Linked DNA regions of Mus musculus: all the other regions are linked to region 3. A link is a contact called in public HiChIP or PLAC-seq and promoter capture Hi-C data. All regions are on one chromosome and are shown on one strand. The core of a region is the stretch at or near the end of the contact, and the rest is flanking DNA. Distances in the headings are between cores, read along the strand shown.

What was found. Promoter capture Hi-C pulls out the DNA fragments that hold promoters and counts their contacts. HiChIP or PLAC-seq counts read pairs in DNA pulled down with a chosen protein or histone mark.
Region 1: a contact with region 3 is called in an H3K4me3 HiChIP or PLAC-seq map of bone marrow-derived macrophages, with 4 times the contacts expected there. The contact joins the promoter of Gnai2 here to the promoter of Qrich1 in region 3. A contact is called at or near these places in 5 of 39 promoter capture datasets (fetal liver, hematopoietic stem and progenitor cells, liver and 1 more), 4 of 115 datasets of contacts at active chromatin or transcription factors (bone marrow-derived macrophages, large pre-B cells, pancreatic cancer cells and 1 more) and 2 of 9 other capture datasets (adipose tissue and liver).
Region 2: a promoter capture Hi-C map of liver shows a contact between it and region 3, with 2.8 times the contacts expected there. The contact joins the promoter of Rbm5 here to the promoter of Qrich1 in region 3. A contact is called at or near these places in 12 of 39 promoter capture datasets (the 3T3-L1 cell line, the C10 cell line, cranial neural crest and 8 more), 3 of 484 Hi-C or Micro-C datasets (B cells, CD4 T cells and muscle stem cells), 10 of 115 datasets of contacts at active chromatin or transcription factors (astrocytes, bone marrow-derived macrophages, effector CD8 T cells and 6 more) and 4 of 9 other capture datasets (adipose tissue, embryonic stem cells, liver and 1 more).
Region 4: a promoter capture Hi-C map of liver shows a contact between it and region 3, with 2.5 times the contacts expected there. The contact joins the promoter of Rassf1 here to the promoter of Qrich1 in region 3. A contact is called at or near these places in 9 of 39 promoter capture datasets (the 3T3-L1 cell line, the C10 cell line, erythroid cells and 5 more), 9 of 115 datasets of contacts at active chromatin or transcription factors (bone marrow-derived macrophages, differentiating embryonic stem cells, double positive thymocytes and 6 more) and 2 of 9 other capture datasets (adipose tissue and liver).
Region 5: a contact with region 3 is called in a promoter capture Hi-C map of cranial neural crest. The contact joins the promoter of Camkv here to the promoter of Qrich1 in region 3. A contact is called at or near these places in 7 of 39 promoter capture datasets (3T3-L1-derived adipocytes, cranial neural crest, frontonasal cranial neural crest and 4 more) and 2 of 9 other capture datasets (adipose tissue and pancreatic islet).
Region 6: a FOXA1 HiChIP or PLAC-seq map of pancreatic cancer cells shows a contact between it and region 3. The contact joins the promoter of Sema3f here to the promoter of Qrich1 in region 3. A contact is called at or near these places in 3 of 115 datasets of contacts at active chromatin or transcription factors (astrocytes, bone marrow-derived macrophages and pancreatic cancer cells) and 1 of 9 other capture datasets (macrophages).
Region 7: a contact with region 3 is called in an H3K27ac HiChIP or PLAC-seq map of microglia, with 5 times the contacts expected there. The contact joins the promoter of Tmem115 here to the promoter of Qrich1 in region 3. A contact is called at or near these places in 1 of 39 promoter capture datasets (pre-B cells) and 2 of 115 datasets of contacts at active chromatin or transcription factors (effector CD8 T cells and microglia).

The regions. Positions count from the first base shown.
Region 1 is chr9:107,633,817-107,637,907 of GRCm38.p6, reverse strand. It overlaps Gnai2 (guanine nucleotide binding protein (G protein), alpha inhibiting 2), which reads left to right and starts at 2,565. Exons shown (of 9, transcript NM_008138.5): 1 at 2,565-2,808. The coding sequence starts at 2,691.
Region 2 is chr9:107,769,113-107,773,306 of GRCm38.p6, reverse strand. Rbm5 (RNA binding motif protein 5) reads left to right here and starts at 2,305. Exons shown (of 25, transcript NM_148930.3): 1 at 2,305-2,422; 2 at 3,681-3,746. The coding sequence starts at 3,730.
Region 3 is chr9:108,515,153-108,519,295 of GRCm38.p6, reverse strand. Qrich1 (glutamine-rich 1) reads right to left here and starts at 2,209. Exons shown (of 10, transcript NM_175143.5): 1 at 2,056-2,209. It overlaps Qars (glutaminyl-tRNA synthetase), which reads right to left. Exons shown (of 24, transcript NM_133794.2): 23 at 4,064-4,143; 24 at 3,355-3,500. The coding sequence ends at 3,450.
Region 4 is chr9:107,549,754-107,553,710 of GRCm38.p6, reverse strand. It overlaps Rassf1 (Ras association (RalGDS/AF-6) domain family member 1), which reads right to left and starts at 2,156. Exons shown (of 6, transcript NM_001243748.1): 1 at 1,865-2,156. The coding sequence starts at 2,114. Zmynd10 (zinc finger, MYND domain containing 10) reads right to left here. Exons shown (of 12, transcript NM_053253.4): 8 at 3,664-3,836; 9 at 3,302-3,427; 10 at 3,092-3,213; 11 at 2,846-2,971; 12 at 2,390-2,750. The coding sequence ends at 2,675. It overlaps Gm34106 (predicted gene, 34106), which reads left to right and starts at 2,874. Exons shown (of 2, transcript NR_168657.1): 1 at 2,874-3,014.
Region 5 is chr9:107,934,536-107,938,328 of GRCm38.p6, reverse strand. Camkv (CaM kinase-like vesicle-associated) reads right to left here and starts at 2,409. Exons shown (of 11, transcript NM_145621.2): 1 at 2,278-2,409.
Region 6 is chr9:107,708,160-107,712,193 of GRCm38.p6, reverse strand. It overlaps Sema3f (sema domain, immunoglobulin domain (Ig), short basic domain, secreted, (semaphorin) 3F), which reads left to right and starts at 2,232. Exons shown (of 18, transcript NM_001379496.1): 1 at 2,232-2,776.
Region 7 is chr9:107,531,806-107,535,453 of GRCm38.p6, reverse strand. It overlaps Tmem115 (transmembrane protein 115), which reads right to left and starts at 1,509. Exons shown (of 2, transcript NM_019704.2): 1 at 125-1,509. The coding sequence starts at 975.

The DNA of each region.
Region 1 (4,091 bases), core at 1,316-3,815, 880 kb after region 3:
CTACTCCTCTGACTTCTAACGAAGTTTAAAGCAGCCTTTTGCAAGGTTTTTATCCTCAGGGAGCCAGAGGTTTGTAGAATGGAAGTGACACGCTTTCTCTCAGTCATCCTAACAGTGGCATATTTGGTGGGTGTGAAGTGCTAGCTCTGGCTAGTGGGAAGGACCATGAAGTGACTGCCCAGGAATGGGTACCAGTAGGGCAGGATAGACTCAGTTCTGGGCACCATGGATTTGAGGGAGTCTGAGGTATCTGGGAGAGGCTAACAGACAGGAAGAAATCAGAGGAGATAACCATGCGAGTAGTTCAGAATGGACGGGAACTGAGGGTAGAATGGAGGGAACTGAGGGTGACTGGAGTGACAGAGGCCTTGCCATATCCCTGGGGACTCACATGGAAATGAAAAAGAAAGAGCAGCCAAAGCCTTGGAAGTCGGAGTTGCCAGACTCCCTAGGAAGAATATGGAACTGGGAAGGCAGGGCTGGCTGCGAGGAAGGGAGCAAGGGCTACAGGATCTAGCTCAGGCCTGGGGAAGGCAATGCATTCTTGCTCTTCCTCCATTGACTGGGGTCTGGATGCTGCCCACCTCCCTAGAGTGGGGCCTCCAAGGGGCTGACAGGTTCGCTCGTTGCCTGGCAACTGAGAGAGCTGTTGGCTGTTGCTAGGAGCAGACTAGGGAGGCCAGAGGAGCAAAGCTCTAAAGCACAGGGCTGGGCCGAGGGGGAAGGGGCTGGCTGGAAGAGGGATCTGTCTGTCTTCAGCGTGTAGTAGACTGTGCTCGGCTGTGTGTGCTCATGTCCATGGTGTGTTCTGTGAATCTGTCACGTTGGAGGTAAGTCCTACAAGTGGATAGATAGATAGATAGATAGATAGATAGATAGATAGATAGATAGATAGATAGATAGATAGAGAACAGCACTGTCCACAGGTAGCAGTATGTGTTCTTATCCTATTTCTTGCATGCCTAGGGCAGGGCCCGCTTAGGCTTCAGGTAGGTTCCCCGAGGGAACCACTGGATGATTACAGGCTAATGACACCTCCACAGGGAAGACATTCTGATGATTGAGACACACGGACACTCCAGAGCAAGCCAGCAAGTTGGAGGGTAGAAGCTGGAACACGCGCTTTGTCCAGGTAGTGCTGTTCTCACAGGAGGCTGTGTCCAACTCTTTTTTTTTTAAACATTTATTTATTATTATATGTAAGTACACTGTAGCTGTCTTCAGACACCCCAGAAGAGGGTCTCAGATCTCATTATAGATGGTTGTGAGCCACCATGTGGTTGCTGGGATTTGAACTCGGGACCTGCGGAAGAGCAGTCAATGCTCTTAACCGCTGAGCCATCCCTCCCGCCCCCCATTTATTTATTATTACATGTAAGTACACTGTAGCTGTCTTCAGACACACCAGAAGAAGGTGTCAGATCTCATTAAGGATGGTTGTGAGCCACCATGTGGGTACTGGGATTTGAACTCAGGATCTCCAGAAGAGCAGTCGGCACTCTTAACCGCTGAGTCATCTCTCCAGCCCTGTGACCAACTCTTAATGGCAGTGTCCTTCTCTGGCTTTAGTCTGGGGCCACTCAGAACACCTTGCACACTTCAATCGTCCAATCAAAGTTGGTGGGTCATAGGCCCCTCTTAAAAAGCAGATCACAAAGATTGGAAATAGCTCCACTTCCACCTTTGCACAGCCACAGGATCACAGCCACTACCCAGAAGAGACATGGAACTGAAGAAGCCTCTAGAAGCTGACAGAGGATGGAAGGAACAGATTATAGGATCATGGCAACGTTTGTTTCCTTAAGTCCAATGACAACTCTCTCTTGTCTATCTCTCCTAGAGTCCAGTCTCATTGGTCTCTGGTTGAAGCCCCGGATTGCTGCCTGCAGGAGAAAGGTTCCCAACCTATCAGGCAAAAGGACGACGTTTAGATGACAGAAGATAGTCCACTCAAAGGTGTAAAGGCGGCAGTGAACTCTTTTTGTTTTTAATGTGGTGCAACCTACACAGAAGAGGAGGGGGCGCTGCTTTAAAGAAAATCGAGGTCCAGAAAGAGATCATGTGACCCTCCGCAGAGTTTAGTAGATCTCCAAATAAGTTTATAGGCTCAGTTTTAGCAAGTGAAGAAGACACACCTCCTCCATCTTACTCTCATAATTCACAAATGCTCAGAGTCCTGGTTTCTATTTGGCCTGTGGCGAGGGCAGGTAGTCCTGACCCTTGGGCTACTAGATCAACTAGTCCTACAGTCCAGAAACAGAGCCTCAGGCTCTCAGCATCCAATCGGAGACTAGCTCCTCCTGCAGCCCGCCCAGAGGCCTAAGCCTGTGTTAGCTCTACCCTTGGTGTCTTCCCTCGTTGCGGCCCCGCTCTCAGCTTGCGCCTAAGGCTGGACTGAGCCTAACTTCTCCCTTGGCTCCGCCCTCCAACCAATCACCATCCCTAAATTTCCTTCGGCCCCTCCTCCAGACCCGCCCCGGCCCAGTCGCGGGCTTGGTTCGCCCGGGCCCCACCCCTGGCCCGCCCCGCCGTCGGTGCGCGGCGGCCGGGAAGGCGCCTCCCGCAGTCGCTCGGAACTGCGGACCTGAGAGCTTCCCGCAGAGGGCCGGCGGTGGGAGCGGAGTGGGTCGGGCGGGGCCGAGCCGGGCCGTGGGCCGTGTGGGGGCCAGGCCGGGCCGGCGGACGGCAGGATGGGCTGCACCGTGAGCGCCGAGGACAAGGCGGCAGCCGAGCGCTCTAAAATGATCGACAAGAACCTGCGGGAGGACGGCGAGAAGGCGGCGCGGGAGGTGAAGTTGCTTCTGTTAGGTGAGGCAGCGCCCCGTTCTGGGACCCTTGACTCTCTACGCTAATCCCCAGACAAGGACCTGAAACTGCTCAGCCTGGCCTTGCACCCTACACCTGCGCTTGAAACCAGTAGGAGCCACCCTTTTAAGATCCGAAACTCTGGATTGGTCTAGATTTATAATCCTAGTCCAGACTTCATTCAGACCCTCAACTCATCCCAGATCCCACACACCAAACCTTGTATGACTATCTCCCCCCCCCCTTGTTATCCAGTCTCAAGAGAACTCAGACCCTGCCGTGTATTTCCGCACTTTCTCAGGCTTTTCTTAAACCCTCAGCACCCTGCCGGCTCCCACCTTCAAGCCCCACCTGTTCTATTTCTCTTGGCACGAGCATTCCTTGGGACCCTGGTCAAGCCTCGACCCACTCCCTCTTTTCCTTACTCTGGGATCTGTATTCTCCCTCTTTGCACTCTGACCCTTCAAGAACCTCTTTAAGAGGGAAACTGACTACTCTCAAGTTCTCTGTAGCAGGATTCCCCGCAGGGCCTCTGTTCCAGGTCACCAGATCTCTCTTTCTCTCTGTGTGTGTGTGTCTCTCTCTCTCTCTCTGTCTCTCTCCCTCCCTCTCTCTGCAGGTATCAACCCCCAAATCATCTGCCCCTCTTTTAAGGCTTTTCTCACACTCTGCCGTTCCCTTGCTTCTGCGCCCTCCTGCCCCAGGTGGGCCTTGTTGATAGGAGGAGGGGCACCAGGGGCTGGGGTGGGCCTAGGCTGAGCTGGGCAGACCCTTTGCAAGAGGTTGGTCTGACTCTGAGAGTCACACTGGGAAACAGGGGCCAGGCCTCTAGCATTTGCGGGAAGTTCCATTCCCTGGGATCCAAGGCTTGTCTGGGCCAGGGCCAGGGGAGTCTGGGCAATAGGAGGGAACATGGAGGAGTTAGGGTTGTTGTCACTTCCAAGGCCAAGGAAGATGGTGGCTGCTGGGATGGGGGGGAAGTGGAAGTAGTGAACCAACCGACATATTGCTGCCCCTGTGTGCCGGCCTGGAGAGATCTGCTGACGGCTGCTGGGCTTCTCACACTCGGGGCTGGAACGCCAGGGATATGGCCTAGGATACTGAGTAGACCTGTTGGTTCCCCAGAGGAATACTGTGATGTGGGGGTGGTGGGCAAGCTGAATGAGGGGCTGGTAAGGAGTCTGCTGCCTGTAGCCCCGTGTGCGCTCAAGCATCCCAGCTAGGCTTTGGCAGAGGCAGTGGGCCTGATGCTTGTGTCCAGACCCACACCGGTCGTCAGAGTGGCT
Region 2 (4,194 bases), core at 1,056-3,555, 750 kb after region 3:
AGAAGGAAAGTAAGTAGAACAGGCATGCCATCATGTAGGCATCTGAGTTAATGCTGAAATGCTCAGCTGTGCTAAAGCAGGCATGGAAGAACCACATTGATCTCAGCAGGGAAAGGAGTCTCTCTGACCTGTGGGTGTTGGTAACTGTTAAGGTAAAGCACACCTCCATTGTAGGTTCACTAATTAAAGACTCAGAAGCTCTTTGACCACCTCAAGGCTATAGGGAAAACAAAGTCCTACAATTGCCTCAAAGCAAAGATGTCTTTCACTTTTTTTCTATAGCAGTAGTTCCAATACTGGGACAAAACATTTAATCGTTTATTTTTTTGCCACATAATCAGAGAGGTGATTGGTTGGGTTGGTTTTAAAAGACTCATGAAAGTGATTATGTCACTGGGTTAGGTTGGTTTTTTCGAGACAGGGTTTCTCTGTGTAGCCCTGGCTGTCCTGGAACTCACTTTGTAGACCAGGCTGGCCTCAAACTCAGAAATCCGCCTGCCTCTGCCTCCCAAGTGCTGGGATTAAAGGCGTGCGCCACTGCGCCCGGCTTACTATTTTTATTTGTCTCTGCGTGTAGTTTAGGTGCATTTAGGGCCAGAAGACGGCATGGGATCCCTGGAGGTGGTATTATATAGGCTTGTGTGCTACCTGATACGAGTGCTGGGAACCAAATTTGGATTCCCTGATAGAGCAGCAAGCACTCCATCTCCAGCTTTTAAGTTTTTAAAATGAAAGACTTAAGATTATTTTATTAAAACTTTGTTCAATAATATATTTGCTTTTTTGTGTTGCTTAAATTAGAACAATTTCCATTGTCTTTGGTACATCGACTACCAGATAGCCTAGGATATATAGTCCATCTACTCACAAAAACAATTCTACTCAACAGACAGACACAATTGAGAGGATGCCATTCATCCCTGGATGGAATCTGTCTAGGGATAGGGGAGTAGCTTTTGAGTTTAAAATTGAATTGGCAGCATGGTGGCTCACCTTTAATCCCAGCAACCAGTGAGTGAGTTCTTTATATCACCCTGGCTTTCCTGGAACTCACCTTTTTAGACCAGGCTGGCCTTGAACTCAGAGATCCAATTACCTCTGGGATTATAGGCATGGATCACCACACCCTGCTATAAGTGGTTTCTATGATCTGCAGACAAATGTATATTTTCTGCGGTTAAGTGTGTTATATATACTCAACCATAATTGGGCATATCTTAACATTTACATAATTGTATACTGAGAATACATAGATACAAAAGAAAGATGTTGAGTATGTGTTCCTTCAGCTGTGTTATCAGGCATTTCTAGCCAGTTTCAGTCACCCTAATTCCTGCACACCGTTATTCTTATCAGACTTGTAATCCCAGAAGGAGGTGAAAACTGGAGGGTCAGAAACAGTCCCACACTAAGGAGATGGATCTTGGTCAGTCTACATTGTGAATTCCAGGCTAACCAGAACTATAGAGACCCTTTCTAAAGAAAACAAAAGGGAGGGAAGGGAAGAAAAATTAAAAAAAAAAATGAGGGAAATCTGCTCCCTAATAACTACATATGCAGAGGACAAGTTATGGCAACTGGATGACAATATCTCCACAAAAAGCAGAGAGAGGGGGGGGGGGAACCTCTAGGGTTTTGTCTGTTTTGTTGGATTTTTTTTTTTAATGTGTAGTTGGGTGATGATTTGGTTTGAATTTGGGCTGCTTTGCATTTACTTATTGTTGGTGTATTTGAACACACATCCATGTTTGCCACATCAGAAGACTACTCTCATGCGTGGTTCTCTTTCCATCCTGTGAATTGCAGGGATGGAACTCAGGGTTTTAGGCTTGGCAGTAAGCCTTACCTGATGAGGCTATCTCACAGGCTTGGTTTTATTGTTGTTTTGTTTGCTTGTGGCAGGGTCTTACAACAAAATATCCCTATTGTTCTGGAGTTCATATTCTAGTGCTGGCATGGCTTCTGAAAACAAGCTAGTTCAGTTTCCAGTTTACCGAATTATTAGCTCTGTATGTTTGTAAAACGACTAGGGAAGTAATCCGTAGTATGCCTTCTCTACGAACTGGATTATACGTTTTACAGTGTGTCAAGCGCTGGTAAAGTTCACATCCGGGTTCTCAGAAGCTGAATGGCAGCTTTGTCATGGAGCAGATGAAATACGCAAAAAAATTAACGCAGGGTATAGTGACAGGCTGCCTGGGCGACCACACTTCCCGGCAGCCCTCGCGCAGACCGGCACCCTCGCTGATTGGACGCCTCTGGAGAGGCGGGTAGGATGGGAGGTGGGGGAAGGTCGACGCGCGAGGGACTGTGGGTAGGAGAAGACGGTCGGTGGAGACGCCATTTTGTGGAGCGGCCGAACCTTGTAGGAGGTTCTGGGGCGCAGAGCCGCTACTGCTCCTGCTTTGTTCCCTCTGTGGGGGTGAGTGCGGCTGCCGTCCATTACACCCCAGTGATTTTGCAATTGGTGCTGTCCCTTAAGTCTGCCTGTCAGCCGCCAGAGGTGACCGCTCAGCCGAGTCTTTGAAGAGACTAAACTAAGCAAGCGCTTGAGGGCCGCGCCCCTCCTCGCCTCTGGCTCTGCTGGCTTTCATAGGTTGCCCCCTAGCCCGGTCCTCGACCCGCCTCTTTGGAGTTGTTTGTCTCTTGCTGGGACGTTGTCCCGAATCCCCTGTCGTGCGGAGCTGTGGAGCGCCTGGCAGTCTCTTAAGCCATCATCGCCCTGAGTCTCCAACTGAATCTCGCTGTGCGAAAGGTGGTTGGGAATGGGTGTGGGGAGGGATGGATGGAAGATAAGAAAGATGGACTGAATGCCGGATTCAGTTGCGCCGCCATCTCGGCTGCGATACCCCGCGGAGGTGGGCATGGGCAACCTCCCTGGGAGGTGGGTGCGGGCATCTCGGGCGAAAACAAGGGACAGCCGTAGCCGTTCGACCCCGGAACTTGACCCACTAGATGTCTCTTATTTTTTAAGTCAACGAATGTTTGTTAAGTGCTTGCTTTAAAAGACCAGATTCTAGAAATGGCAGTAACTATAGTTTCTGGGACATCACAGGCATCATAGCTGTGTGATGTTTTATTACGGCCAATCGGCCGGGGAAAGGCTGTGGGTCACTCGGTGGCCTGTTGTCGATCAGGGCTGGTCCAAGACATAGGTGTTATTGATACACAGATATTAAGCCGAGTCAAGGTTTGGTCTTGTCTTACTGAAATAAATTGAGATCAGGCGATGTGTTATATATGTAAATTTCAATCAGATCAGCATTCCAGCTTCTAAGTTTTTGTCAGAAAAATTTGAGATCGTGTTACAATTTTAGTGTTGAATTTTATATTAACGAAGACAGTTGGATGAATGCTTTAATCATTGTCCATCTCAATAAATAGCGTTGCTTTGGTTATGAAAATCAGGAGCTTTTTGCTTTGTAATTGTAGTGGGAGTGTCCAAGGTGTCTAAAGCCTTCACCCTTCTTGAGTTTCTTATTGAATATATGATCTTAATATGTTAAAGTGACCTTCATCTTCCTGCTTCTTAACACAATTATGACTTAGTGTTGACAGCCTCCTTTTCCTTCCTCTTTTTAGTCATTGTTAAGTATTAGCCACAGTTTCTATCCCAGTTTGTAGGGTTCTTGAATTAAGTGATCTCTGAAATTTGCAATTTTTCTCTTTCCCACCCCTAGGGGAAAATTTAAGCCTTTTGAAGCAGTGTGCTAGCTCTTCCGTGAGACGATGGGTTCAGACAAAAGGTGAGTTTCAATACATGACATGCCTTTGATCTCAACAGCTTAGTTGGGACTGAAATATTTGTTTAAAATTGTTTATTCAGCCCTGTGTGGTGATGGCAGCTTACAGGTTTTAATCCCCGCAGAGACAGGCAAATCTCACTGAGTTCAAGGCCAGCCAGGGCTACATAGAGAAGGCCTGTCTCAAAAAAGGAAAAACAAAAACAAAACAAAGCAACAACAGTAATAAATTATTTATTTTGCAAATGAATATTTAAATGTCTATTGTGTTTCAAGTGTTCCAAATGACTACTTTCATGATTCTGTTCTCACAAGCTTCAGTCTAGTGAGAGTTAACAGTTAGGATAAAAAATGTAAAGTACTGTCTGGACACATGAGGAGAAAGGGAAGTGTCTTGGGGAAAGTATTGTCGGAGGTGCAGTCCAAAGGCTAAGAACTAGGTTAAGGAAAG
Region 3 (4,143 bases), core at 960-3,459:
ATCTTGGAGAAGTATAACACCTTATCCCAGAAAACTAGAAGTTACCTAACAGGTAAATACTAGTTGATGGAAACATTGGTTTAAAAAAAAGAAAAGAAAAAAAAAGTAAACTAGAATAAGCAAGCTTAAATGGTACAAAAAGTTCACAGACACATCCTCAACAAAGAGGACAGTTTTTTTTTGTTGTTGTTGTTGTTGTATTCTGTTTGTTTTGGAAAACCATTTAGGTTCTTAGCTGATGCTTTGCAATGTTAATCATGAATATTCCACTGACTTCGATTTTAGGGACTGTTGTCCAATGAACAAACTAATACCGTTTCCCTCATCAGCAGTTTCCTAGTAGGTAGCAGCTTCTAGCAGACAACACCAAGAAAGAATGACAAGATTTGTAAAGTTTCAGTATTACCAAGGGGTTGGGGGGTAACGGACTGCACACATACTTCCAGCGTATGAATGATTTTTAACTCACCAGTCACCATGTTGCATGTATGTCTGCTGCTTGTCCTGAGTTCTTAAGACTTCTAACATTCTGAAGAAGATAGAACAAAGAAGTTCCTTCCATCCTCAGCCTCTTTTTAAGTTTTAACTTTGTTCTTAAAAAAATACAGTATATTAAAAAAAAGTCATTACTATCAAAGTTTGGTTGCTACTAAAAGGAATAAAAATCCTTTTAGCTTGCTTTTCCTCAGGCTTAATGTAACAAAATTGTAAAAATAAACTAGCAGATGTTTTGTCTTAGAAAAAAAGAGCTGTGTATTTCTCCATCACAAACCTAGAATTTCCTAGATAGAAGATCACAGCACTGAAACAAAATGTGGAAAGAAAAAAAAAAGCTGAGAAGAACTTCAGTTACATAGTTTTTATAGTGACAGGCAGATTTTAGAAATTTTTGCTGGACATTTTAGAAATTACAAAGAAAAAAACCGGCAAAGCATTGATCAAGTTAATCAAGGTTAAGAAACAGCCCTTATCAAGAACAGAAAGGCAAGCCCCTCCCACCCACGCGGAGGTGGAAAAAAAAAAGGGGGGGGGGAGGCTGCATTTAAGTGAGGATTTAAAGCGGAATTTTAGAGCTCCGAGAGTTTGATACCATATACAGAGGAGGATCTCTTTCCGGAGCGCACAGAGGTGACGTGTATCAACTGCGCTTATGGAAGAATCGGTTCTAATGGAAGAAAAGCGGGGCCTGGTAATGGTAACCTTCTCTCCTCAGCACAAAGCACCAGTACAAGGTGAGGAAACCCATGGGGACCCAATGCCCTCTCCGGCCAGCAGGACTCGGTTTCCCAAGCAGAGCAGCACCCTCCCCAAGCACCCACCCAGTCCTTGGGCCTCGCTTAAGTAACAGCATTCTTCAGTTAGTACGAGCACTCCTGTCCGCCTCCCGGAGGAGCGGAGCCGCAAGCCAGACCGCAAAGCCGCTATGTTTCTCCGCAGACCTAGGCCACCGCTGCCCCGGACGTCACGAGGACAAGGGCCCAACCCTCAACCTTCCCCAGTCGGCAGGTCGGTCGTCCGCCAGGCCGCTCGCCCGCCCGCCCGTCTGCCCTCCTCTTGGAAGGGGCGTCCGGCGCGCACTCCGGACAGCGTGAGCGACCAACAGCAGGGCGCGCGCCGCAAAACCGGGGGGTCGCGGGGTGGCGCGCGCCCCGGAAGCCGTTCTAGCCCACGGGCCACAGCTGAGAGCCAACGGGGACGCGCACGTCGGGCGGCTACGCGCAACGAGAGGACCGCACAGCGCGCACGATAACGCACGCGCGCGCGCAGAAAAATGAGAAAAAAAAAAAAAAGAAAAAAAAAAGCCACGCTCGTGCGCGCGCGCCTCCGCGCGCCCCCGTGCGCCGCGCCCACCCGCCCCTCAGGCCCGCCCCTCCCCCACCCGTGGGGCGGAGGCTCGCGAGCCGAGGGACGTTCTCCGCTCTGAAGCCGCCCTGAGGTCGCCTGGGCCCAGCGGCAGCGGCCCGCCCGCCCCCGCCCGCCCGCCGTTGTGTAGGGTGGGCCTGCCGCCTTCGAGCCAGAGCCTTGCTGCGTCCCCGCCCTCACCAGAGCCCTCACCCGGCGACGTCACCGCCGCCGCTGCCTCCGTTCTACCCGCCGGCCCCGCTTCACCGCCCGGGGCCTCGGTTCTGCCGTCGCCGCTCCGAGACCGACAGGATTTTCTCCTCACAGCTCCCTGGGCGCCATCTTACATTCAGCCCTCACGGCCAATGGGAGCCGAAGGCCCTTCTCGCGAGAACCGGAGCGTCGGATCCCGCGAGAGCTGCCTGCCAGGCTTAAAGGGAACGCTGCAGCCACAGAGGGAACCGGTTGGAGTGGAGAGCGTACCCCTCGTTGTGGGAAGGAGCGCCACGCCCATGGGCACCCCTCCATGCGGGGCGGGGCTTAGGCCCGGGGTTCAGCATCCAGGGGTATTTTGCCCCTGCCCTGGGTCTGAAAGCATGCTTTTTGAAGCCACCTACGGTGTCCCGCTAGCGCCTCCTCTAGTTGCACAGTTCCACGCGAGGCGGGGCCGGGCCTAGCTCGGCCTCGTGGTTAAGGTGGCCCCCTTTCAAACCCCTGAACTGGGCGCAGCTTTAACCATTGTGCCGCGCCTGGGAAGCGCTCGGGGCGTTAGTGCACGGGAGAAAACAGCTTCAGGAACCCCCAGCACCACCTCTCATCTGAGATCGCTTTGCCACAGTCAGGTCCACCTTAAAGCAGGCCTTGGGTAGCCTAGTGTTTGTATACAGGGAAAATGTGGAAGGCTTTAAAGCTGCAGGCACTCACCTACAGCCTCACCAGAAGCTCCCAGCAACCCAGGGGGCCCTCAGTCTGGGGCAAACCTTAGTGCCTTCTGCACTTGTTCCTGTCCTAGCAAACTCTAATCTTCAAATTCTTCAGAAGTCAATTTCTGAGACGGGGTCCAATCCAAGGGCCAGCATAGCCAGGAATCTCATCTCAGCACCGTATAGACATCCAGGGAGTTTGCTGGGGTCCCCAAACTGGAAAGGCCACAACAGCATTCATGATTTATCTCACTATGCTTAAATAGTTGACAGGGCTTTTTTCTAAATGATCACACGGGGGGTCATGTGTCTCTTGATCTCTAGCCACAAAGACACAAACCTAGATCCCTCCATAGGACTGGTGACTGTGCAACAGCATCTCTGGGGTTCTCAGGTTTATCATAGTAAGTGCTGAGCTAATTCCAGCCATGCACCTGCCTTTGAGAACCAAGTGCAGTAGTGACTTTGTGGCTGGCTCTTTTCTGGGGAAGTGCATTCTTCCAGAAGACATATGAGACCCACCACTGCCAGCTAACAAACTATTTCTCCAGGGTCCTCAGATATTAGAAAGGCAGACAACAGAGAGACGCCAGAGGGATTTAGTTATTCTTTATTGAAACGGAGTGTGGAGTGCTGAAGGGCACCCCCAGCCTCCAGGATGAGGTAGGGCCACATGTATTCAGTTCATATTTTGCCTGGGTCTTCTTTTAGTGTGACAGTTCGGTTGAAGACAATCTGAAAGGCAGTAGAAGAAAAATGACCAACAACCCCGAACCGGGCTTCTTACTTCCCCTTCATCACCTAGGAGGTGAGGTATCATGGAGGTGAGGTACCAAGGTTGTCAATAACTCTGTAATTTCAGATAAAGGACTAGATGCCTGTGCTGTGCCTTAGTTTCATGAGGATTATGACAAACTCTAAGCTTGCCTGCTACTTTGAAGAGTAAAAAAGTTAGGGCCGGGGCTGGAGAGGTGGCTCAGCAGTTGAGAGCACCGACTGCTCTTCCAGAGGTTCTGAGTTCAATTCACAACATGATGGCTCACAACCATCTGTAATGGGATCTGATGCCCTCTTCTGGTGTGTCTGAAGACAGCAGCAGCATACTAACATAAAATAAAATAAATCTTAAAAAAAGTTAGAGCCCTATAAAATTTTGTGCTTGGACTTAACTGGAAAGTAATGAATGTCCCTCCCAACTTATTTGGAGAATGCTAAGGGGATGTAGGGAGAGTGTTTATCACAGTGAACAGCTTCCACCATCAGTACACAGAAGGGTATAGGTGGGTCAAATTAAGCACCTGTCCTTGATGGCTGTCTGGATCCACAGAGAAGTACCCAAGGCGCTCAAACTGGAACTTGTCAAAGGGCTTTGCCAAAG
Region 4 (3,957 bases), core at 907-3,406, 970 kb after region 3:
CCCTCCCCCAAAGGCTCTTACCTATATAATCCAGACATTTTGTCCTCGTTCCCCTCCTCTGTCTCTTTTTCTGTCTCTGCATTTCTTTCTCCTTGCGTACACATCCTCCCTCTTACCCTGTCTGCATGGCGACTTCCCTAGCCTCCTTCCTTGGGATCGGTGAACCTGCCGCCCCCAATAAACCTCCTTTCATACTCTCAATTCCGCTTGAATTGGCTTACTTCTTCGGCCGAAAAAAACCTATTAGTCTCCACTTGTTTACACAAGTCTATTTTGGTTTTTGAGAAAGAATCTCATAGAGTTCAGGTTAGCCCCAAATGGTAACCTTGAACTTGGTGATCCTCCTGCCTCCAACAGCTCCAGTGTTAGGATTATTGTCCACGAGCCACAATGTCCAGTGGACATGTCTAACGTTTTGACTTCTGTACCCATTATCTGGATTGTTAAATCCTTCAGTTCCTGCTTGCTCCTCCTGACTCCCAGGGGCAGCACCCACTGGCCAGGCTTCCTTCTCACTCCTCTGCCGCTCTTGCCAGCAGCCTCTCCTTAGTTCTATAAAGGCCCAGGTCTCATAGTTGATGTCCAGGTTTCTCACCTGGGTACTGTCCCAGCTCTGACTACACTCACCTGATCCAGATCCCAGGCAGCACTGATCGGCCTCTTCAGACCAAATCCTATGTGCAGTGCCTTCACATTAATGTCTAATGAAGATTTCTAATGAATATGGCCAAAATGTCATTTTTTTCCCCACTTCACTCCACCCCAGGGTTCCTATCTCAACAAGTTATCACTGTAAGCCCAATCTGAAGCAAACCCTCCATTTGCCTTTGGTTTCTTCCTTATCTCCCAAACTGTCTTGCTTCCTAGACAAGAACCCCAGAGCAGCTTTCTTTCTCCTTGTGAATGCTGAGATGCCGCAGCTCTTGCTCTCATGTGGCATTCTGTCACAAACTGCTACACTAGCTGAGTTTGTGACATACTTGTATAGTGAATGAGATGATCTGGAGGCACACACAGGCCTACAGTGCCATTTTTAAGTTCCTATATGGCCCAAAGCACCGATTCTCAACTCAAAACTATACATCAGAACTTGGGAGGCAGGGGCAGGTGGGTTGCTTGTCACAGCCTGGTCTGCATAGAGAGTTCTAGGCAAGCCAGGGCTGCAGAGTGAAACCCTGTCTTAAAACACAACAAAACAACCAAAAAACCAAACCAAAACAGAAAAACCAGGATGCCTAAGGTCCACTTTCAACAACGGAGTCAACAAGTCTGAGAGGAGAAGTAGGCGCGAGGAGACTGGAAGGTATATATTGTCCTGCGTGGTTCTGTTTGCTGGTAATTCCTAGGTCAGAAGGACCACTCATTGTGTGTGTGGCTGGACTCCATGTTTTAGCCTCTGCATCCTTGACTCAAAACAACCTTGACTGAAGTTTCAATAGAATTCCTACTAACAAGGAGCCTAACTAAGGTTCTAACTTTTTCTGGCCCCCTATTAATGTGGGAGACGTCACCCAGGAATCTAGAGGGGGAACACAGTGAGCCAATCGTTGGGAAGAGGCGGGCCTCGGAATGTAGGCTCAGAGCTCAGCAGGCACAAAGGCTTTTCAAGAAAGGGCACAAGCACTTTAAAGACAAACTTGAAGCACCTTCTTATTCACAGACAACTAACTCTGCCCAACTGTGCACGGACAGAGCGTGACAAGTGATAAACCATTTTCTCAAGCACTCTCCCTGATGGAGCAAGGCCAGGAGATCTGGTCTGCAGGATCATCACAACTGACCAGCCCTCCACTGCCGCTTGACCCGCAACTATGGTGCTGCCTCCCTTTCCGTAGTCGCTGGCTGTGTGGGGCCGCTTACTCACGCGCGCACTGTAGGCCCTTGCGCACGACGCCCCAGATGAAGTCTCCACAGAGGTCGCACCACGTGTGCGTGGTGGGCCCTGCAGGCTGGAAACGGTGGCCACGACCCGGGACGTGCTGCTGTGACGGATTGCGTGTTGTACCCGGGGCGATGCGCAGAGCGTTGGCACGCTCCAGCCGGGTACGGCCTGGACCGATGCGCCCGGACGGTGCCAGCTCGCGTAGTTCAATGAGTTCTGGCTCCGCCGACATGGCCCGGTCAGGCCGGTGCTGTAGCGGACTAGCAGCTAGTGAGTACCGAGCGGGCGAGGCCGCAGGGCGGGCCGCGACTTCGGCACCGCCCCCAGGATCCAGGCAGGGCGGCGGGAAAGAGCCGAGGAGGACGCGCTGGAACCCTAGGCGAGCCGACCGTGTGGACTTGTGGGCGGGGCACGGCACAGGGGTGGGCCCTTTCAAAGAGCCCCTTCCCAATCTTTCCGTCCAGTCTTCTCCCCCGACCCCAAGGATGACTGTACAGCGCCACACTGTTGCGTTTCATGAGTCTGCTTTATTGTGCGAAAGGAAGAGGGTCTCCACATCCGGCCCTTGCTTACACCCCCCAACCCTGTCTGCCAGTTTGCTGATGCTGTGGCCTGGTCCTCTGCGTATTCGCTGGGTGGGGCAGGAAGTGAAGAGTGTGGTGGTTTGCAGCTCTACTTGACTCAGCTGTGCTCACCAGGGAAATTGAGGTCTGACAGGGGCGAGCCACGAGTCCCTGAAGCTCAGTCACAGTCTGGGTGCGCTCTTCTGTCGGCCCTCGGCAGCTACGGCCTTCACTTGGCTCTGTCACCTTGGGCTGCTAGAACACATGTCTTTCCGTGCTTCTCCCAGTGCTTGACTTGACACTCCCTGCAGCGGGGTGGGTTGCATGACAATGACAGGGCTTGTAGGAGAACCCAGGGTTGGAGCTTAGGGGGGCAACTAAGGTCCCAGGATCGCCTCACCTGCAGCAATACCACACATTCTGGCATCTGGAGCAGCGCTTGGAGGCCTCTGCGTTGCAGTAGCCGCAGCGGGGCCTCTCCGGAGCTACTGCCTCTAGGACATCCAGCCTGTAGGTTTCAGCCCACCTGGGGGAGGAGTCGAGAAGAGCTGAATGGACGGACCGGGCAGGTAGGTGCACAGAAGCACTAGGTGACCTTCCCTCCTTGGTCCTATGCACGTGACTTCAGCCACTCAGTGGACTTTACCTCTGTGCTTGTTGACGAAGATCCTTCTCCGAGAGGCTGAATACGTGCTGAAGCTGGTGCTTGGCGATAGCCTGCCATTTCCCTTTGTTCTCTCTCTCCAGGCGATCCCAGATTTCTGGGATCTAAAAAAGTGTAATGGAGACAGGGAGGAAGGAGCCGGAAAAGTGGACCACCGTCCCAAGCACTCCCAAGCATGTTCTAGGGCCTTACCTGTTCTAACACTAGGTCCTTCTTAGGGGGCTGGGTTTCAGCCAGGGACAGGTGGGCCAGGAAACCCTTCAGATCGGCAAGATTGGGCAACTGGTCGAGTAGTGTGTCAGTGAGGAAGGCCTGAAGCTGCAAGAGATCCAGGGAAGGCCATTGAGAAACTAACTGTTCCTAGCCAGAGGGCCAAGAGACAGGAAGTCCTGAAATTGGGCTGAGCGTCCTTGGAGGGTTTGCATCTTACCAGCTCCCCTGTCGATGCCTGAAGCCCAAGTTGTGGAAAGGGGACAGGGACAGGCCAGGATGCCCTGGGGGGTGGGTCTGGGCAGGGGGGCAGTGGGGCTGGGCGGGGTCATTGAGTTCTCCACCTTAAGCAGCTGTCCCTTGGCAAAGCTTGTAAGGCAGTAACGGGCTCGGGCCTCAGGGCTGAGCAGTAGATTGTACAGGGCGATCCATACTTGCCCATCCAGTTTATTCAGCTTTTGCTGCTCTGAGGGGGCCACCGTCTGCCATCGGCCACTCTCAAAATGCTGCAGCTTGCCTGGGGGAGGAGAAGGAGCCCACCGGATGCCGGTGGGTGTTGTGTTATCTTTGAGAGTGTGTGGTCCGGAGGACTGTCCACCACTGCCTGGCAAGGTTAGAAAGCCTGGGCCACCAGACGT
Region 5 (3,793 bases), core at 1,160-3,659, 580 kb after region 3:
TTTCCAGAATAGTCAGCTCTCCACATGTAGGCAAAGCCAAGAGCCAATTGTCACTGGCCTTAGAACCCGGGGTCCCAATCTTTGAAGCCACTGGAGGCCCTGCATCCCTTTGGTTGGAGGAAAGGGATCTGCAGAAGGCAATGGAGTATAAGGTTGCTATGGTGATGGAAGTTTTAAAACAAGGGGAGGAGTAAGGGGTAGGTATTAGCAAAGGTCCCTCTTCCCAAACTGACATTTAGGCCTGGCTCCTTCCCTGCAGGTTCTGAGACCCTGCTCCCCGTAAAGGGTGGGGGAGGGGAAAGCAGAGACTTTAGTAAAGAAAGGTGCAGAGACCAAGAGAGACAAGGGCAGAATCTGTTGGAAGTAGAAAAGGAGGCAGCAGAGTACAAGGGACACAGCCACAAGAGAGAAGCAGGCAGAAGATTCTGAAGAAGACTCAGAATGCTCAGCAGCAGCCTAAACCCTCCAAGGCCGCGTTTTGGGATCCCCTGGGCCAGGAGCAACCCCTGGCATTTGGCTTTCAAGATTCCTGAGTATCCCCCCAGACATAGAGTGAGTGCACTTGGCACAGGAGGTCCAGTAAAAAGAGGTCAGCTTCTAGGAGCTTCTTGGTGTGGAAGAGGCCAGCTGTTGCGGTCCCCAGCCAGTCAGTCCCCAGTCTCTCTCCCGCTTAGGCGAAGAGGTCCAAAAGTTGAAAAGACTGGCATTGCAGGATAGACACCCAGAAAGAAGCCTGCCTAATTCCTTAAGAAGCCGTCTCGGCTGGCCCAGCCTTACCCAGGGTCCCCAGCAATCTCCACCTCAGTCAGCTGAACTCTCCAGGCCTTGGGTTTCCAGGGCCCTTCTTCATCCCAGCCTCAGTCTTGGGCAGATCTCAGGATGGCCAAAAGCAGCAGCCAAAACAGCACCATGAGCAAGCCAGAAACAGGAAGACAAAGGCACACCAACACCCCCCAGGTCTCAGTTTCCCTGAACAGAGCAGAGGACTGCCACCAGCCGGCTAATTGGTAGCCACCAGGGAATGAAGACACAGAGAAGGGCCTGCAGCAGATATATACAGAGCCAGGGTAGGGCGCCTGGGGATCCACACTAAATGAGGGGAAAAAAAGGGAGACCTCTGTCCCATCCTGGCTATGAAGGGAATGGAGATACTAATTTCCAAGTTAGGAAAGGGAGGCTCAGAAGTCACTGAATCTGCCAGTAATCAACTCAGAGGGGGAGGGGAAGCCAGCCTACTTCTGCAAAGGTGGTCCTGGGGGCCCCAAAGCCTGAGCCTGTGTTTGGAGGCTGGTGTGCAAAAGACCCACTAGAGTCGTATAGACCAGCTAGGAGCTTTTGGTGAGGAAAAGGGGGCCCTGTTCTCTAGGAAGGAACCTGCTAGAACAGGTTTGGGGTCGGGGAGCAGTTGGCAGCCCTTCATGGGGCTGGGGCTCAAAAGCCCAGGGTCTCCTGTCAAGCAATAGCAAGCTGAAAAAGACAGAGAGGCTAACGCTTTAATTGTCCCCTGCGACTCCAGGCAGAGTCCCTGCTCTTCACCATGGTACCACTCTGACCCCCTTCCCCAGTGCTGCTGGCTCGCCCCCGCTGGCACAGCAACACACATGCGGGAGGCACACGTGTGAGCAGCAAGCCCCGCACCTCCCAGCAGAAACATGTGCGCCCCGCACCCCCACCTCGCACGTGTGTCAGTGCGCTGCGCCCCCACCTCCCTTGACAAAAGACCCTCAGAAGGCTTGGAAGCCTGAACTTAGCTTGGGGGCCAATAGTCCACTCGGGCTTAGAACCTCCTCCCCCAGCCCCGCAGCAGCCCCGCCCAGCCCCCTCCGGATTGTCGCCCATAAAGAACTCTCCGTTGTCATGGAAATTAGTGACTGCCAAACCAGAGGGAGGGGGCCCCCAGGGGCAGTTGGGGAGGGGCTGAAGACCGCTCTAGGAGCGAGGATGGACCGCTCGGCCCTTGGCCCTTTACCCCTATAAGGGGCACCACGAATCTTCGAGGGTTTATGTTTTTTACAATTCGGAGCTGCAGAGGCTTTCTCTGGGACCCTCCCAAGCCGTCAGAGGTAATGGGGAACTTTAGCCCAACCCCGCACGCCACCCCACCTCGCATCTGCAGAAACGGTGCGCTGTGCCCCTGCTTGGGACCCCCAGAGTCCTCGCGGTGATCGCGCGCATCCTGCGCGGGGATTCTCTAACCAGGGAAACAATCTCCCAAGGCCCCCCAACGTGCATCCAGGAGGCGCCCTCCCCACCGGCCCAGCCCTCCCTGCTCCGCACCTGCAAAGCTGGTCGGTCACAGGCAGGAAGCGATAACCCGCTCAGCAGGGCTCCGGGGGCGGCGGGCAGAATCCGCTCCGGGCACGCGGGGCAGACGCGGCGCCAGCTGCAGCCGCTTCGACTCCAGAACCTCCAGCATCGCCAGTCGCTCTCTGGCAGCGGATTCGCACCCCGGGCCGGGGGCGGGCTGGGGGCGGGGCCTCCTCGCCCGGCCCGCCCCCACCCTGGCAGACCCGGAGACTGGAATCCCACTCGAGGGAGGGCGCATGCAGGTTGGCGGCGAACACCTGCTAGGCTCACTTAGGCCATCAGACTCAAAACCCAGCAACAGGAGGCGAAGGGGCCCTTCCTAATCCCGAAGTAAGGAGTTAGGAGTGAGGACTTGGAGAAGAACCTGAGTCCTGGAACTGCACAGGAGTCTCCTGGCTAGAAGTAGTTTGCAGGAGACCAGGGCCCTGCCCAGTTCCCCAACCCTGATCCAAAGGGTTGGATCTACTTAGAACCACATGGGCAGTCCCTGGAGCACCTCCTAGACAGGAATAAACACACAGGACTATGTGTGCAATTGTGATCAATTTGGAAATGACAAGACAGTGAGGCCCTCAGACCATCCTACATCCAACTCCTGTGAAGCCAAAATCTTTCCCAACTAAATTACCAGCCTCATGGCTGGCTCAGTCAGTCCCCTCTGTATAGTTCTGAATTTCCCAAACTAAAAGTCACCTATGATGTAGCATGGGGTCTGCTTTCTTCTCTTTGTAATAATCCTTAAACATTTCCTAAGCAACATGACCCAGGTGACCTGGGCTAGGTTATGGTATTGTGGAAGTACTAGGAAGGAATTTCCAATGAAGTTCTTAACCATATTTCTGTCCCTTCTCAAGGAGGCAAGAGGACTGAAGGTCCATCCCACTGCCCATCAAGTCCTGAGGACCATCCTGAGACAATAAATAAAGGCCACATTTAGGTTTTCCATTGTCTGGACCCAGGCTCCATTCCATCTTACCCTGCTAGTGATCTGCCCGGCCCAGCCATCCTGGGAACAGGGTCACATGTTGAGCAAGCCTATTTGCATTACCACCCATAGCTGAGGACAGATGGGACCCAACAAGTGAAGAACTTGGGGCTGAAGCCAGAAGATTGCCAGAGAAATTGCTTCAGGGTTTCTGGATAACCTCTTCCAGAAGGGTTGTTGAGTTCTTCATGTCTTTCCCCGACTCTGGTCACTTCCTCTAGGCCATGTTATCATTGTATCTGGGCCCCTGAGTACGAAGAGTCTTGGCCATTAACATCCATCCCAGTACTGGATAGGAACCTTTTGGCAAACTTGACAGAGCCTATGTCTAATCTCACAATGCTCAACTAATGTTTGCAGAAGGAAGGAAAAGCCTGGCATGCAGTCTTTTCTATTATCCCTAATACAATGAGCCTCCAAGTTTATGTTGTAGCCAAGACATGGCTGGCAGAACCGACATACCTCAAACACATCTTCTATCTTTCTTGAGGATCACAATCT
Region 6 (4,034 bases), core at 983-3,482, 810 kb after region 3:
TGTTCTGTGTCTGAGCTGTTCCTCACACAAACAGATCAGTTGAGAGCAGTCCTTTCCAGCCCTGAACTTGGAGCTCTGCCACACCCTTACAATTCTGCCTTTGGGACTTTGCTGCTGCTACTGCTACTGGTGACAGAAGAGTTTCAAGGAGACAGGTGGGGGCTGTGGAAGAATGGAGGTCCTAGAAGCCATAGCAGTGGCAGTAACCATTTATGTATTTCAGTGTTTAAGTGCTCTGCCTGCATGTATGCCTGCATGACAGAAGAGGGCATCAGATGTGATTATAGATGGTTGTAGTTGCTGGGAATCGAACTCAGGACCTCTGGAAGAGAAGCAGCACTCTTTCTTAACCGCTGAGCCACTATCTTCCTAGTCCCTGGGATAGCCATGTAATCACAGTGAGGAGTCAGGGTAGGTCTAAGCGGCCCACCGTGTTGGTGTTGGTGTTGGTGCTGTGATGGCGATGGTAACCACAAAGATGTTCCTGGTGAGGATGAGGGAGGCGATTAGCAGTGATTGACTTGGTTCTGGCACTACACACCGAATACATGTGATGCACATGCCAAGCCTATGCTTTATCACGGAGCAATACCCTTAGCTCTGTCAGCATGCATGCATGTTTTGTTTGTCTGAGCAAACTGGATTTTACTGTATAGCCCTGGCTGGTTTAGAATTTGCCATGTAGACCAAACTGGCCTGGAACTCAGAGAAGGGCTTAGATTAAAAGCTAAAGGCATATGCCAGCTCACCTAGCCTCTTTCGAGAGAGACAGGGTTTCTCTGTGTCGCCCTGACTGTCCTGGAACTCACTTTGTAGACCAGGCTGGCCTCGAACTCAGAAATCCACCTGCCTCTGCCTCCCAAGTGCTGGGATTAAAGGTGTGCGCCACCACCGCCCGGCTTTGTTAATGTTTTGAGTGAAGTATGACATTAGGGAGAAGATCAGATCGGTGCTGTCCCTCACTACAGCAGGTAGACATTTCCTCACCTTAAACAGCCAGGCCCTCTTGGAAGCATAGGAAGTACCCCACTTGTGAGTCAGGTGACCCTCAGTAGTATCCCAGCAGCCCTCTGATACCCACCTAATGCACACAGTCAGCCAGCCAGTGGGTCAGAGGAAGAGTGGCTCTTCTGGGAGTTGTAGCCAGGAAAAGGAGAGGATGGAGGAAGAAGAAAAGAGAAATGGAAAAGGAAGACAGGAGGAAAGAGGGGTAGGAAGGGGAGGAAGAAGACAAATGGAGGACTGAGTGGGGAGAGAGCAGAAGGCAGAGAGAAAGAAAGGAGGAAGACAGAAGAGAAGGGAGAGAAGAGGAGGGAATAGGAGATGGAGGACAGGGAGGAAGCAGAGGACAAAGAGGGCCAAAGCCTCCTGGGACCACAGCAAGAGTGTATGGGGAAGGGCTGAGAAGTGGTTCTGGCTGATGAGGCCATGACCTTGGGGGATGGGCTGCTCAGAGGGACCCTTCCTGGGGTCAGGGGAGGCTCTTGCTCAATTGTTGAGATTTGAAAGCAAGTGCCCTTTTCATAGCAGAGGGGTGGGGGGTATGCCTTGAGTCGTCCTCCTGTCATCTGGGTTCTCTGGAATATGGCACTGTAAAGGGAAAGTCTGTGAGGACCGCTGGCTTGAAATGAGACTTACTGGTGTTTGAGGTGATCACTTGGAGCATTTGGCTAGCTGGACAGAGCTAGTGGCTGGGCTGCACCCACTTGACCTACTCTGGAGGTAGCCATCTGTCGGAAGGTCCAGAAGTGCCAACCGTCCCAAGGGCTGCACCGCCACCTGCTGAGAGGCCTGGGCCATCCCAGGTCCTTCGCCGCTGGGCCGTGGCTGGCAGCAAGTAGGAAGGAGGAACGCGGAAGGGGGCGCGCAGGTGAGTGCTAGCTGGTTGCTCCCCTGCGCTCCAGCCCTTCTCACCAGGGAGTTGAATGCCCGGGTAAACACCAGGCGCGATGTGCGCCGTGTATCCACGGAGAGACAAAGCCAGGGCGGGGCGGGGGCGCCGCCCGCGATGCCAGGGCGGGGGTGCAGGGTGCAGAGCAGTCTCCCCTGGCGCGGGTTGCCCACCGCCTGGGAACCCTGAGCCCTGCCCGCGGACAGGTGGAGCGGGGGCGGGGCGGTGGCCGGGAGGGTCCCGCCCCGGAGGTGGGGCCGGGCGGGCCCGGCGGGGCGGGGCCGTGCTATGCAAATGTCGCCCACGGGCGGCCAATTGCCTGCGCTCCGCGCGCGGCTCCGAGCGTCCCGTCCCGCCAGCGGCCTCGAGACCTGAGCAGCTAGGGAACAAACCGCAGCGGTCCAGGGAGCCCCGAGCGCAGCGTAGAGCCAGGGTACGCTTCGAGGACCCGCGCAGCCCCGCTCGGTCTCCGGGCCCTAGTCAGACAGCCAGGCAAGCGCAGCGCCACCCGGCCGAGCCCAGCGCAGCGCTCTGTAGCCTAGCGCGCGCCACCGCCCGCGCCCCGCACCGGGGAATGCGCCCTCGGCGCGCAGGCCAGGGGGCGCCCGCAGCCCGCCCCGGGGGAGGCGGCCCCGAGCGCCCCTGAGCCTTTCCATGGCCCGGGCTAGGGCCCGGGGCCTCGGCTGCTGACGTGCACGAAGCCAGGGGACCCAGTGAAGCCGAGTCCGCGGTGCGGATCCCGGCTCAGGCTAAGAGACAAGAGGGCGCGGACAGGGCCGTGGCCCGGGGGGGGGGCAGCTAAAGCGGACCGGCCGGACGCGAACCTCTCCGCTGCTGCGGCGGCCACCGCTGCCCGGGCGCCCAGGCCCCGCCGCCGTGGACGAGGTGAGTACGGAGAGAACACGACCTCCCGACCCCACTAGGATCCGCGGCACTGCAACTCCTTAGAAGTGCGCGAGGTCTGGCGAACCGTGGCACACTGTCTGCGGGTACCAGGCGACAGAACTAGGATGTGCTTCATACCTGTCCCGGCGTCCTGAACCTCCCCGGTTCCCGGGCGCTGTAAAGATGTGTGTGTGACTAGGTGATGTGGCCTGCGGGATCACTGGTGTGTGAATTAACTTTTTCCACCCCCGCAAGGTTTTGGGTGGGTACCCTTACCCTCGTTGAGTGGGAGTTCGGATCCTTCTGTTTTAGTCCTCTGCTGACGCCTGCACTCTTTCCCAAACGGCGCGTTTGCACTGCCACAGTGTCTCTAATCTGAAGACCAGGTCAGCCCCAGGGGAAGGTCTAAATTGGAAGCCCCCACGTGGAGGGTCGCCCGGAACCGCAAGACAAGGGGATCTGTTTCCAAATGGGCTTTTCTTTCAGCCATTTGCCGATCTCCTGGCCCCCAGCTGCCTCTCGGTCCTTCTCCGGTTCAGGGGTCTCGGTGTAAGTGAGGTGTTGTTAAGTTGGAAGAGCCTGGGGTCAAGCCCCAGTTTGAACCACGGACCCTAGTGGTGAAGTGGGCAAGGGACCATGGGGGGTGGCGGGTTGTCTAGAGCAGGTGAGGTAAGGAAAGTGTCAAGATGAAGAGTCCTTTGGAACTAAGGCTGGGGTCCCAGCCGGACCTATAACTCCTCATTCTTGAAATAGGTGCATTTTGCCACCAGACCATTAACATCTGGGGAGAGGACAGACTGAAGCCTCCCTGTGTCCACCGTGGAGCTGGGCCAGGTAGAAGGAGTCCTGTTTCCCCGAATTCACTCTTTCTCCAGTACCCGCTACCCTAGTTACAGATAGGGGAAAACTGGGCCCGGGGGTGGGATGGAGCCGGGGCTGCTTCTCCAGCTGCTCAGGGGGTGTGCCTGGACGCAGTGGACTATCTTGTCTGGGCCAAGCAAGAATGCAGTCAGATCTACCCCCACTGTTCCCCCGTAGTTCCAAAGGAGCCAGGCCCGGAAGTAGGAAGGTGGGGGGTTGGAGAGGCCAGAAGCCCAGCCTCAGCCCCCGCTACTCTGCGTACCTTGGGGGTGGGGATGGAGCCTGGCCCAGGTGACCTTGACTGGGAAACCCTGGCCACAAAAGGGGGTTTCGGTCCCAGCAGATCTGCTTCCTGGTCTATGAGGTGTTGGGGGAGGGGGAAGCTAAGGCTCCAGGA
Region 7 (3,648 bases), core at 260-2,759, 980 kb after region 3:
TTCTGAAGCCGCTCCCAACACCTGCCTGTAGCTCTCCAGCCTATATAGAGCAAACATCTCAATGGCTGGTTATGTGGCCACACCAACAGTCTAGCTACCAAGATTTTAGAGAAGTTCCCAGTACCTTCTGCGCTCCGCATCTTGAGGGTCTGTGCCTGGGAGGCTGATAGTGATGGACGACGGCGCTCCCACATCGTAGCGCTTCACTGTCTTCTGGCATATCTTTACTTTCACCAGGAGGCCGTGCACCAAGTTCGCTAGCAGCCCCACCACCGGTTGCAGGATCTCCGGGAAGAAGGTGGCAAAAGCAAAATGGTCAGCCATGTCCCCTCGGCCCCGGCTATGGCGCTGATAGAAGCGAAGATACACCCAACTGGATAGCAGCCCAAAGCCGTAGGAAGCCAGGGCTGGGCTCTGGAGCAGCGTGGCCAACCGGAGGAGTAGCAGCAACGCCAGCAACAGCATGGGAACGACGCTGACGCGGACCTGGGGCACTCGCAGAACCACACAGTCTCCCATAGTTTGCTTGAGGGCTACCAGAACACCACCTAGGAAACCCAGGGCGCCGTGGATACGAATAGTGAACAGGTAAACCAAGTTGAAGGAAGCCATGTAGGTGAGGAGGTAGGCGAGGGCCCCCAGAAGCCCCACTGACACATTCACCACCGAGAAGAAGATGAGCAGCTCCAAGGCTCCCCAGAGGGGCTCCAGTAATCGCCCGGCCACAACCACTGTGGCCAGGCTAATGGCCACGTCCCACACGTGCTGTTCCATGAGCCCGTGGGTGGCCAGGGTCCAGATCCAGAAGTTGGGTGGGAAAAGGTAGCCTGGGGTGACGGCCAGGCAGCCCGTGTCCACAGCGAAGGAAAGCAGGTAGAGAAACAGTACCACGGCGCACAGTGCCTTCACCACCACGCTGGCGCTGGCCAGGATGGCCCCCAGATGTTGGCGGGCACCAGGTAGGGCGCGTTGCATCTTCCTGGCGGACGTTGGCTTAAGGGAATGTGTGGAAGGTGGCCTAGGGGCCTCCCCGGGGCCTCGTCCCAGTTCGGCCCCGACGGGAGGCCCGGGCCCGGCTACTTCACTGGCTTCTGTTCCGTGGGAAGGCTCTGGTTCCGGTTTGATCCGGTTGTAGTTCCAAAGCGAGGAGAAAGTCTTCTTGCCGGGGACCTGTCGTTAGGCCCTGGGTAGCTTGGGCTCGCCTGCCTGCGGGTTCCGTCGGCCCAGCGGCCAGGCTAGCGTTAATCTCAAGGCTAGGCTTCCTCCATCCACTCTGAGACTCTGCGATCTGCGGGGAACTGGTGCCTCGTTCCGGCCCAAGTCAAGCCCGTTTAGCTCCGGCTGGGCTAGGGTTTTGGCTTGACGGTACCTCCTCCCCTCTCCGGGGCCGACAAACAGGGGCGCCGCGCCTGCGCGCCCCCGCCGGCGGCCGCGGCAGTACGCCCTCTGAGCGCTTGCCTTCCGGCTTCTCGGCATGCTGGGATACGGAGTCCTTGGGACCTAGCCGACCGGTTTCTTCATAGAACCACAAGTCCCAGAAGCTGTGCGCCGACCGGTCCCGTAGAGTGTACGGGCTAGGGAGCTTGGGAGTTGTAGTTTTCAGTGCTTACTCCTCCAGTTCTTAGGAGTTATGGAAGTTGAGATCAGTATTCCTGATGCAGTAAAGGGAGGTGTTAAGTGGGCGGGTTCAAGAGGTAGCACCGCCTTGGGCCACACACACTTGCTCAATTCTTTGGAGGAGATTGGCTCTATTTAGGATTTGTACAGGTACAGCAGTGTCTTTGTAAGCAGGTACATAAGAATGTGAACGGTTCTGATGAGTTGTACCAACGTGTGTGAACTAACCAGAAACTGTCGTCTGGCAAGTGAAGCCTAAGATGGGCTTGTTCAGTCATTTGTAGTCACTGTGTTATTGACCAAGTTCCCCGCTGCAATTTCAGGAGCCTTAAAAATGATGATGATGGCAGGCTCTTCCTATCTTAACGATCAAAGAAGGCAACTGTGTAAACGACTTGCCATTGTTGTATTGGGTGTTCGTTCACATTGTCCTTGTTCCAGCGAATTGTACTTGTAATTGTACATGAACTTTCCACCTAAGGGGGAATAAGGGTCAAGGCTGTGCTACTTCAGCGACTCTTTTCCCACTTGATTCCACTGGACAGAGAAATCTCCCTTGAGCTGGAGCGATGGATTAGCGGTTAAGAGCACTGACTGCTCTTCTAGAGGACCTGGGTTCAATTCCCAGCAACCACATGGCAGCTCATAACTGTAACTCCAGTTCCAGGGTTTCTGACACCCTTACACAGACACACATGCAGGCAAAACACCAATGAACATTAAAGAAAAAATATATTTAAGTCTCTCTATAAGTGCCAAGTTGGTCTAGGCTCAACTTTATGCTATAGTGGCTGTCAACAGGGTGTTTGAGATGTATTTAAAAGTTATTTTATAGCCGGGCGTGGTGGCACACACCTTTAATCCCAGCACTCGGGAGGAAGAGGCAGGTGGATTTCTGAGTTCGAGGCCAGCCTGGTCTACAAAGTGAGTTTTAGGACAGCCAGGGCTATACAGAGAAACCCTGTCTCGACCCTCCCCCACCCCCAAAAAAGTTATTTTATTTACATGTATGTGTGTCTTTGTGTGTATATGCCGTTAAGTGTGCAAGCCACCACAGAGGCCACAGCATGTCGGAAGCTGGATTTCTGAGCCACCAGATGTGGGTGCTGGGGTACAGGTTCTCTGTAAGAGCATCAGGCATTATTAACTATGGAGTCATCTCCCCAACCCTGAGATTTTTGTTATATATATATATATATATATATACACACACATATATATATACACACATATATATGCATATTTTTAAATGTGATTAATTATATTACAAGGGACTTTATTATAAAATCCCCTTTTAGCTATTGATCTCAGTACAACTGCCTGTGTGTTCAAAACTACCTTTCACCTTTTATTTTTGTCTGGGGTTAGGGTTCCTACTGTATGCCATATACCAGTGTTTGCTAAGTTTGACTTAGCAAATCAAAATACAGAGTTACTGGGCAGTGGTGGTTCAAGCCTTTAAGGTTGATCTCTGTGAATTGGAGGCCAGCCTGGTCTACAGAGTTAGCTCTAGGACAGCAAAGGCTATACAAAAAACTCCCTAAAACAAAACCCAAACTAAAAACCAAAACCCAAAACAAAATAGAGTCAAATACTTAATCAGATTTGATTTTTGAATAAACAATTTTCAGGAGAGGGACATCCCATGCCATATTACACACACACACACACACACACACCCCAAAACAAAACAAAACAAAACAAAACAAAACAAAACTAAAACAACTCATTTGTTCCTATAGAAGCAAGAATAAATTTATTCAGAGTACAGTAATAGCACAAATTATAATGACACTGTCAGTAATAACCATGGGCCACAGGGACGATAGTAACCAAGTACCAAAAACCTTATTAAAAAATTATCAGAATCTGGGGCTGGAAAGATGGTTCAGAGGTTAAGAGCATTGGATGCTCTTCCAAAGGACCCTGGCCCAGTTCCCAGCACCCACATGGTGGCTCACAACTGTTTGTAACTCCAGTTCCAGGGCATCTGACATCCTCACACAGAAATACATGCAGGCAAAACACCAA